Regions from separate parts of the Manis pentadactyla genome. Here region 1 is linked to region 2. A link is a contact called in public Hi-C data. All regions are on one chromosome and are shown on one strand. The core of a region is the stretch at or near the end of the contact, and the rest is flanking DNA. Distances in the headings are between cores, read along the strand shown.

Region 1 (5,117 bases), core at 1,422-3,921, 200 kb after region 2:
AGTCCAATTGCCCAGAAATGAGACTTGCTGATATAAAGGTTGTGCCAAGTGGAGCTGGGTGTGGGTTTGGAGGCAGAGGCTAAGTGGGAAAAGAAAGAAAGGGGGCTCTGTCTCTGACAGAGGAACTTAACACACCACCTAGGACAGTTCCTCTTACAGCAGAATGCCAGTAATAAATAGAGATGGGATGGTACAGTCAGAAAATTATCAGTGGATGCTAAAACCCAGCAAGTGAAAATTTGGTGAGCGATGTGTTTAATTTGTCTTGCAGAATTTCCCTGTAAGTTACAAAGAAAAACGAGTAACTTTACAGTAGAGAAACCTGGCAGACTCCACCTAACCAAATGATCAAAGTTAATCACCCTAGTTATGGGACAAACCAGGATAATGTACCCTTGACTACACACGCTGAGGAGGACAAACATCAGGGCATTTCTGCCAGAAACGTAAAGCCCGAATCTAATCTTCAAAATACACTGGGCAAACCCCAATGGCGGGATGTGCTACAATGTCATTGGTCTGTGGTCTTCAGAACTCTCAGGGTCAAATAAGACAAACGCTTACATTAAAGCTTCCAAATTAAAGAGTAAGGAGACAGGACAAGTAAAGGCAATGTGTGATCAGACCAAAAAAAGGACACATTATTGTGACAAACTGACCAAACTTGAACATGGATTATAGAATTGTATCAGTGTAAAATTTCCTGATTTTGGTCATTGTATTAGTCCTGGTTCTCAGAAAAAACATGCTGTAAAAGGGCTTCGTGTCTCCAACTTTCTCTAAAAGAGAGAGAATAATGAAGCAGATGAGGCAAAATGTGAACTAGGTAAGATAGGAATTAGTTGCACTGTTCTTGCAATTTTGTGTAAATTTGAAATCCTATCAAAGTAAAAGTTATAAAGAAAGGGAAAAAGCAATTGATGAATATTACATGCTAATATGTAGGAAGAGATGAGGTATAGCTATATTATGCCCAGGGGCTTAATGATCTTGAGTTGTATTGAATTTTTAGATGAATATGGGAAAGATTGGTATATTTATGACAGTAATCCTTGTCATAGATGAGCTGTTTTTTTTTTTTAACCATTTTCTCCCTTTAAAAATAAACTGCCTTCTAGGCAGGTGTACTTAACTGGGAGTCGGGACCCCTTGAGTATATGATTGCAGGCAAATCAATTCACTTCTTTTTGCCCTGGATTTGACTCAGAAAAGGGGGAGCTTGGGGAAGTTTGAAGCTCACTCTGTGCCCCAAGGTTCATCTCCAAGGTTTCTGTTGTACTGAAGACAACACCCTCCACCTTCCCACCCCCGACAGGTGCTGAGATGTGCACTGACTGACCGGGGACAAGGTTCAGACCTGAAGAGCCATCCCCAGTAATTCAGCCTAGAAAGCGAAGTTCTCCATGCTCAGAGACGTGGGGATACTGAGGCTTTCTCCAGATTAGTTATCTAGGTCCACCCCACCTCTCTCCATACTGGCAGCAGAGAAAAGGTATGTGAGGCAAACCTAATGGTTTAAGGGACTTTGGAGGTGCTGGACTGGCTGACTTTAAGTAATGAAGGGCTTGAAGGGGTTTCAATTTTTAAACTCAGTTTCCAGGTGCACATTTACAAAATGTATCTTCTTAGCTGCTGGTGTCACTGGAGGGCTTAAGCAACCCTGTGAATGATTTCATGGAATCTTCCATGGCTTGAAGAGCTGACAGGGATTTTTGCATAATCCTCCCAATCGCCCAAGCAGTGCAGAAGTGGCCTCTAGCATTCTCTGCAGGGAAGACCTGATCAGTCCCAGTTCCAAGGATCCAAGGGGAGCTCACCATCTGCGCCAAGATAGCTCGTCCCATTTGTGACAGTTCCTTAGCTCCTCACCTCTGGAGTGGCAGGGGCTCTGGTGGGAATGAGAAACCAGGTCCCCAGGCTACTCAGACAGGACTGACCAGTGTGTCTGCTAGTCCCGCCTTCAGCTCTCGAAAGGGGCGGGAAGGAGAGTCAGAGAGCAGGGGCATGGAGCAGAGGTGAGATGGAGAGGAGGGAAGGGAAGATGGGAAGGGACACAATGATGGGAGAGAGGAGGGGGCTTGGGGGAGAGTGAGACTGAAAAGGTGAGGGGATGGAGAGAGCAGAGAGAGAGAGGAAGGGCCAGAGGACTAGGGAATGGGGAGCTCCCCTGGGCCCCGTCAGCTCACACAGACATGAGCCAGGGGCGCCTCCCCAGCAAGTGCCTTACCCCGTTTTTGTCGAAGGCTCGGAACATGCCCTCTACATACTGGGTGGCTTCCCTGTTGCCTGTGACCTTGAAGAAGCGCTTAAACTCGTGCATGAAGAGTGTGCCGCTGGGGCACTCCACCACGAACTTCTTGTACCACCCCTGCAGCTCTGCCACGTCCATCTCACCGGCTGCCTCGGTCTCCTCCCAGCTGAACTGCTGCCCCATCCTGGCCCCCAGAACGTCACGGAGCAAGGGTCTGTGTCTCCTCCCAGGCGTCTGCGGACTGACTCCTTAGGCTAAGGCCCTTTGCCTCCCTTCTGTCTGCTTAGCCAGCCTCTTCACGGTCTCCTGGGCAACTGAACATGATGGGCAGCACGAGGGCAGGTGGCAAGGGGGGGTGGGACCGGCCAGCTAAGTGCCCTAAGGGCATTAGAAAAGTCCCCTGGGAGGTCTGACCTCCGGCTGCTAAGCTCCCGCAGCACCCCCCCACCCTTGTCTTGTCAACTAAACCACCTCGGCGGCTTCTGGAGGGGAGGAAACGAGAGGCAGAGCGCAGGGGAACTGAAGACAAGTGGGGAAAGCAGGCTGACAGCCTCCGCCTTACACAGGCTGGTTGCCCCTTTAGTTGGGCGCCACGCTGCCCCAGACACGAGACTCAGCAGTCCAGAGAGGAGGCGAGGCCAGCTCCCAGCCTGTAAAACAGAATCCGCCGGTCCCCTGCGGCTACTCCTCCACATGGCCTAGTGAGCAGCAGCAGGATCTATACTGTGAAGGGCTCCAGGTGGGCAGCTCTGTCCCTGAGCTCAAGCCCCAGCACAGCGTCCTTAGCTCCACTACAGCTCGCACCCTTCCGTCTTGGAATATTTCCACTTCCCCATCTAAAGTACAAACGCTTCCCTCCAACACCATTTGCCCAAGACCCAGGAAGGGTTTTTGCTGCTTTTTCTCCAAAGCATGAACATGTGGGTATGATCTGGGAGCAAAGGGTCTTTTATATTAAAGGTTCATGTAAATATGCTTTTGGATCAATTTTAAGTTCATGCTTATTTTAATGAAAGTGTCCCCTCCAAGAAATCAGAAAATCTGGAGCACTGATTATTCTAGATTTTAGGGACAGTCGTTGGTTCCAGTGAGTCTCATACTCTAAGGGGCAGCCCGTCTCCCCTTCTGCATCTCCAGGCCGACCCCTCTCGCCACTCCCTGCCCCCACACAGCCCTCATCTCTCAAAGTCCTGACTTCCTTGCCATTCCTGAAGTAGGAAACCCACTTCCTCCTGCTATCCTTTCACGTACTTGTGGATTTCCCCGCTCCCATTTCACATCCTTTGGGGTATGGAGAGCAGGACTAGATTCCTCCTTGCTCTTAGTAGTTGCCTCCACTTTTTCTCTTTTCTCCCTTAACAATGCCCGTCCCTTCAAAGGCAGGTGTCCCCCGTGCATTCTTCCTTGTTGCCACGAGTCACCAGTGACCTCACCACTGTCGGCGCATCAGCACAGTGACCTCCATGTCTCGATTAGTAGCTAATCCACCCCCCACTCTGGCCTCAAAGGTTCTTGATTTCTGGAGCTCCAAAGAGCTTTCCTTCCACCCACCTTGGCCTGCCACTTACTTGTGGTCCCCAGGCCAGTGGCTGCAGCATCTGTGAGCTTGTTAGAAATGCAAATTCTCCAGCCCCACTTCTCCCACTGAAGCAGGAACTCTGGGAGTGGGCCCAGCAACCTGTAATGGAACAAGCCCTCCGGGTGCTTCCAGTGGACACAGAAGCCTGCGGACCCGCACTGGAGGCCTTGCCGCACTACCTCTGAAACACACCACCACCTCCACCTCTCCTTCCAGCCCACTTAATCTAACACCTTCACCCTGCTACCTGCCCAGCCTTGAGTCTTGAACCTGTGATCTCTTAGGTTTCCTAACATCTGTCACCTCGCTCACATCCTTGCTTTCCTCCTTACCCTTATCCACAGGCCAGAACTCTTGCCGTTTCCTTGTCATGACCTTGACCTTTGTGCCGCTCTCTCCCTCCACAAGTCACTTGGCAAGACCTGACCCAGGCTAAAGCTGTCCACTAACCATACATAACACCTCACCTGCACCCAGAAGGCTGGGCATGACTACAGGAAACCACGTTGGCTGCACACACTTCGAATTAACTCGGATTGTGCTGCATCCCGCTCCCTGCTGTCTTCACTCCCCACTCCTGGAGATGACCCTCCCGCGCTGCTGGCCTTGGACCCTACACTCATCCCCATGCTCAGCTCATGACCTTGCCACACACCTCACTTCACAGTGAAGCAGATGCGCCCGACAGCCCTCACCTTCCCTGGTGCTTGCCTGCAAGTGTACCCGTGAACTTGGCCCTTCCTCCGGGTTCCATGCAAGCAGTGTCCCTCTCCCACTTCTCTGCCTTTCAGCTCCTCCCCTTGTTTTCTAGGTCTCCTCTCTCTGCCTATTCAAGCACTTCCCTCCCACCATTACCCCTTCTTCTGTGTGTTTAATTCAACCTTCCCTCATGGATCATTCCTGTCTGCAGACACGATTTACTGCCACTTTTATTAAAACAAAATAAAGCAAAAGTCCTTCCTCGATCCCACACTCAGGGGCCCATTATGACTTCCGTGGGCCTACACACATATTCCTTCACATCTTCTAAGCTCAATATTGAATAAATTAAATAAATGTTAAAAATGATATTTTATCACTTATTGGTATGAAATTCAGATCAGATTATATTCATTTTTTCTTCAAATTTTGAAAGAAATTCAAACATTTTAAAAGAAATTTACAATCCTGCAGGCACTGAGCACTGTCCCTAATGGAGCCACCGGCCCTGCCAACCCCTGCTCCTCTCCAGCTACCGTCTGATTTTGGTTCCCCTACAACCAAACCCTTGGTGCAAGATGGTATTTT
Region 2 (5,833 bases), core at 2,465-4,964:
AGCCAGGTGAGAATCCTGGCCACAGGACCCTTCACTTTATCCACACTGATTGATCAAGCTGTACATTTATGGTAGGTGGGCTTTTCTGTATGTATAAAAGTTTTAAAAGCAATGTTTGTTTGGGTGAAAAAAGCAAGGGCAGAAAGAATACTTACATGACTCTATATGTCAAGTTCACAATCATGTAAAACTAAACAATATACTGTTTAAACATACATGTATAGGTGATAACACTAAAGACTATCAAGAGAAGGTTAAATCCTAAATTCAGATTACTTCTGAAAGTAAAGAAAGAGGAGCACTCAGGTTCCTTTAAGGGTATTGGTGATATTTTATTTCTTGCGCTGTGGGAGAAAATACGGGTGTTCCTTTGAATAGTATGCCTTACTTTCTTCATATATGACATATTTAACTGGAAAAACAAGAAAAAGGAAATAAGGAGGAAAGAGGGAAGGAAGAAGAAAAAGGAGTAGGGGGTAAGGGTAAGTCAGGATGACAAAAGAGAGGTCAAGAAAACCAGTCAGTTAATTTTATTTTCTTTTGATGTGATTCGTGCCAATTTTATTGTGGACACCTTCTCTGTGACCCCTTGGTCAGTGAATCATTTGAAGAGCCAGCCTGTACGGTGAGAGGTCCGGAGAGATGATCTCTTGGGTTCCTTTATTTTTTTGATTGTATAATTTCGTTATTTTCATTCCATTATTATAATAGCATTAAGGGAACTTCTAAAGAAAGAAGATGACTCACCCCTAATTCCATTCACCTATTCTGTTACCTGTATAACAGAGTTACAGCAGCTAGAATCCTGTCTGTTAGCCCAGTCGGGGAGGGCCCCGCTCCTCCACCGGAGATTCATCACTCCCTTTTCTGCAGTCCGTTTTTCTCTGCTTGCTCCTCATCCTGTCTTGCTTCATACTTGAAAGGTTTGGCCAGGGACATTTCTTATGTGTCTGTTCTTTCTCTAATACCTGTCGAGATAACATCTTTAGGGATTCTAGCCTGAGAGGTGAAATCCCCCTTTCCAAGCACCGAAGCCATTCTATTTCTGGCCACCAGGGGGCACACAGAAACTTGCCTCAGGCCCCTCCTTCTGCTACGGCCTCCTGGGTCATTTGAGGAGAAAGAGGTCTTTGGCTGATCCGGTTATCCCTGTAGAACTATTTTTAAATCTTTGTTTCTGGTTTCTATATCAAGTCTTTCTTTCTGTCCTTCCCTCTGATTTTCTCTTGTTTTCATGCATGCTCCTCAGAGGTTCTCTGAGATAGCTTCACCATCATCCACATCCCTTTTCCCAAGACAGTGATCTTCAGATTTTGTGTATGTGAGGTCTTAATCTGGTCTGAATCCCCTCTTGTGGGGAAAAACAATTCCAAAAACTGTAGTACATTCTTTAGGGATTCTAATGGTGCCTCTGATGGTGAAGAGTTGAAATCTTTTGAGGATCCAAAGCTATTTAGAAGCCAAGTCTTGGCTATTAGAGTAGTGATCACTCTGGGTAATGTTTTTGACACATGTGGTGTGACAGTCTAATACCCATACTGATTTTCCTGTGTGGCTTGGAATCTGGCCTTGGAGATCACTCCCCAGTTGGAGTACAAACTTGGGTGGAGCAATGAAATAAGTGTTTCATTCTAAGGTGAGTACGCTGGAAGGAAAACTTCAGCCTCATCGCCTGTCCTCACATCTCCTCTGTCTGTGAAGCAGACCTTTGTATATAATAATTTGGAAATCTTAAAGAGGAGCATGCAAGTGGTGAATCTAGTGGAACAAATACAAATAAGGGAAGAAAGGGGATTCCAGGTTGGAGATTTGATCCCCTTACTGCCTTGAGGGGGCCTTTTATTTGAACTACAAAGCCTTCTTTGGTATCAGGTAGATGTGAATTTGAGGACAAGATCAGTTCGTTCTTAGAATATCTTGTGCTTGCGCACAGGCTGTTCTGAGAAGTGGAATTGGTGAATCATTGGGAATGTGCATGTTAAATTTTAATAGAGATAGATAAATTACTCTTCCAAAGTTTATAGTCTAAGGAAAACAAACAACCCAATTAAAAAGTGGGCAAAATGATTGACAGACACCCCACCAAAGAAGATAGGCAAGTAGCAAATAAGCATATGAAAAGTGCTCTACACTGTATGTCATCAGGGAAATGCAAATTAAAACAAAAATGAGATACCACCATACACCTATTAGAAAGGCTAAAATCCAGAACACCACACCATCAAATGCTGGTGAGCATGTGGAGCAACAGGAATTCTCATTCATTGCTGGTGGGAATACAAAATGGTACAGCCACTTTGGAAGATAATTGGCCATTTCTTACAAAGCTAAACATAGTCTTACTATATGATCCAAGAATCATGTTTCTAAGGTATTTACCCAAATGAGTTGAAAACTTATGCCCACAACCAAACCCTGCATAAAGGTGTTTATAGCAGCAGCTTTATTTATAATTACCCCAAATTGGAAGCTACCAAGATGCCTTTTAATAGGTTGATTGATAAACCATGGTACATCCATATTAATGGAAAACTATTCAGCAATAAATAGAAATGAGCTACCAAGCTGCAAAAAGATGTGGAGGAACATTAAGTGCATACTGTTAAGAGAAAGAAACCAGTCTGACTGCATCCTGTATGATTCCAACTATACGGCATTCTGGAAAAAGGCAAAACGGTAGAGACAGCGGTTGGACAGGGAAGGGAGGAGGAAGGAATGGGTGGCACACAAGGGCTATTAGAGCAGTGAAACTGTTCTGTATGGGGCTGTAGGATAGGATAACGGTGGGGACGGGACATCATGCAATTGGCAAAACTCAGAGAGCTGCACAACAACACAAAGACTAATCCTAATGTAAACTATGGGCTTCAGTTAATAAGAGTATATCAGTATTAGTTCATCAATTGTTACAAGTGTGCCACACCAATGCAAGCTGTCAATTATAGAGAAAACTGCATGGGGGAAAGAGCACATGGGAACTCTTTGTACTTTCTGTTCAATTTTTTGTAAACCTAAAAGTGCTTTAAGAAATAAAGTCTAATTAAAAAATTAATTTACGGACTTACCGTTTCTACTGTTTTTGTTTACAGTGTTTGATGACAGAATTTTGACAGATGGCCAAGCCGGTAGATCGGGTTTGGTCTTTGGTTATTGTGTGAATTGCATTTCCCTGAGTTCTACTTAGAGGGACCATTTTTTCCCAGATTGTAGGACTTCCCAAATTTGCTTATGATAAATTGCCTGTTCCTGTCTTTTGCTTGTTTTCCCAGTTGATGGTGGACCTTTTGATTGTGGAATTGTGGGAGTTGAAACATTTCTGCTCAATCATACTTTTTTTTACACGTGGCAAATATTTTCTCACAATCTGTCATTTCTTTCTCAGCTTGGATAATGATGTCTTTTGTCCCACAGAAAGCTTTAAATTTTGGAAGAGTTTGGCTTGGAAGCAGGTTTCTGAGGAGGCATGTGATCTGAGCTAGCCCTCAGTCAAAACCCATTTCTCCGCCAGTTTTGTCCTTTTTGCTCCCGATTCTCCAAACTGAACCCTGTTCACATGTGTCCATGGAGGCTCCATTTGGCCATGTTTTGAAACTGGCACAGCTTTATCTAATGGGATGAACCAGGCTAAAGAGATTAGCAAGATGTCTTGTGGATCCCACTTTTAATCAGCAGCGTTCAGGCTGTCCCTGCTTGGCTGGGGAGGGAGCTGCAGAAACGACGCTGAGGACTGGCCCCTTCATGAGCAGTGACTCCCAAGCCCCTGTTACCACTACTGAGTTAACGGGGGTCCCAGGCTAGGGGACTCAGCATGGGCATCCCCCACAGCAGCTCTCTGCAGCTCGGGCTGTCTGCACCCTTCCCAAGGCCCTGAGCCTTCAGCTCCTGGGCTCACTGAGGTCAGGAGTGGGAACTGTGCTGTGGGAGGCGGCCTGGACTGCACGCTGCAAGCATGGCGCTGATGAAAGTCAAATTTGACCAGAAGAAGCGGGTCAAGTTGGCCCAAGGGCTCTGGCTCATGAACTGGCTCTCTGTGCTGGCTGGCATCATCATCTTCAGCCTAGGGCTGTTCTTGAAGATCGAACTTCGGAAGAGGAGTGATGTGATGAATAATTCAGAGAGCCATTTTGTGCCCAACTCCTTGATAGGCGTGGGGGTGCTGTCCTGTGTCTTCAACTCCCTGGCTGGCAAGATCTGCTATGACGCCCTGGACCCTGCTAAGTACGCCAAGTGGAAGCCCTGGCTGAAGCCATACCTGGCGGTCTTTGTCCTCTTCAACACTGCCCTCTTCCTGGTGGCCCTCTGCTGCTTCTTAATGCGGGACTCACTCGAGGGCACCTTGGCCCAAGGGCTCAAGAATGGCATGAAGTACTACAGGGACACAGACACGCCTGGCAGGTGTTTCATGAAGAAGACTGTCGACATGCTGCAGATCGAATTCAAGTGCTGTGGCAACAATGGCTTTCGGGACTGGTTTGAGATTCAGTGGATCAGCAATCGCTACCTGGACTTTTCCTCCAAAGAAGTCAAAGAGTGAGTGGCCTCCAATCCTGGGGTCATGGGGACATGGAGGCCTGGTGCCTTTTCCTCCCCATTGGGTGATTTGTGTAGACACATATTACTGTATATGTGTGACTGTATTTGGTTGGACCATATGGAATTGCCAATATGCTAACATTTTTGACATGTAAAGATGCAACTTCATATGGCTCAACCTAGTGTTTGACTACAGTGGGAGAAAGGTGTTGAGTTATATTAGCTGCTTGGATAGAAGTCTTCAGGGAGGAAGACCCAGCCAGGAACGTGTGTCTGCTTCATACATAAGGGATGGGACATTCATAGATCACATATCCTGAGATGTTATATGGCTATTTGTCTCATTCACTCCAAGTGCATGATTCAGTCCCAGAAGCTTAAATTTCCTGGTGGTCTCTCCTCTTTTTCAACCTTCCAGCCCTAAACAACCCCTTTCAGGGTGTTCGTCCTTGGATCAGGGGGAAAGAGCAGAGGCCAGGGGAGTTAGGAAGTCTAGGCCATAGTTTTGACTCTGCTGTTAATTAGCTTGTGACCTTGGGTAAGGCACTTGCCACTCTGGGCTTCTTGTCCGTCTTCTAAATGGAGGCCCTGGAATAGTCTTGGAGGAGACACACTACCTCTGTCTAAAGCCTGGCATTCAGCAGGTGCTCATTAAATGCCTGCTAGTATTACCTTCTTAAATCATGAGAGTGTAACATGATATTTTGCTTGTGCAAAAATTAAATCCTGAGGTGGGATGTAGGCAGGTATTGGTGAGAAAGAGAATTTCATCCTCTGTGCTAGAGATAACAGCGCGTGTACAGATTCCAGCTGCTGCTCTTCTCAATAGACCCGCCATGATGGGCCTCCCGTCATTTTCCAGAGAAAGGGGAACCTGCCCCGAGCTAGTGGCTCTTCCTCACCTCTTCTTTCTGTCCAACTACCCCCATTCCCTGGCTGAGGCGAGGGGTTCAGTTGTTCATCCAGATAGTTTTTCCTCTGAGTAAGGCTTGCAGGTCCCAGGGGACTTGCACACAGGGTGCTGGGCCCACTGACAGCAGGGCATGGTGGAGCCCCGAGAACGTGAGGCCCAGATGGCTAGCTTAGCTGCACCCCACATGGAAGGGAAGTCAGACTGAAGGTCACTGCTTGGGATTTTATTTTCTCTGTGGATGGGGATTACTGCTACAAATCCCTCGTCAGGAGAGGCTTGTAAACCATTCTGCCCTTCCTAGGTGACAGGTTTGCAGGGACAGTACAAGGTGGCATGATTTACACAATTTGCTCCAGGAGGCTGTGAAGCCAGAGGCACAAGCAGAAT

Evidence for each region. A called contact is a pair of places that touch in the nucleus more often than the background predicts.
Region 1: a Hi-C map of fibroblasts shows a contact between it and region 2, with 3 times the contacts expected there. The contact joins the promoter of GUCA1B here to the promoter of PRPH2 in region 2. A contact is called at or near these places in 2 of 3 Hi-C or Micro-C datasets (fibroblasts and skin fibroblasts).

What each region holds. Positions count from the first base shown.
Region 1 is chr16:30,255,507-30,260,623 of mManPen7.hap1, forward strand. It overlaps GUCA1B (guanylate cyclase activator 1B), which reads right to left and starts at 2,672. Exons shown (of 4, transcript XM_036907279.2): 1 at 2,228-2,672. The coding sequence starts at 2,434.
Region 2 is chr16:30,052,009-30,057,841 of mManPen7.hap1, forward strand. It overlaps PRPH2 (peripherin 2), which reads left to right and starts at 3,715. Exons shown (of 3, transcript XM_036907264.2): 1 at 3,715-4,530. The coding sequence starts at 3,950.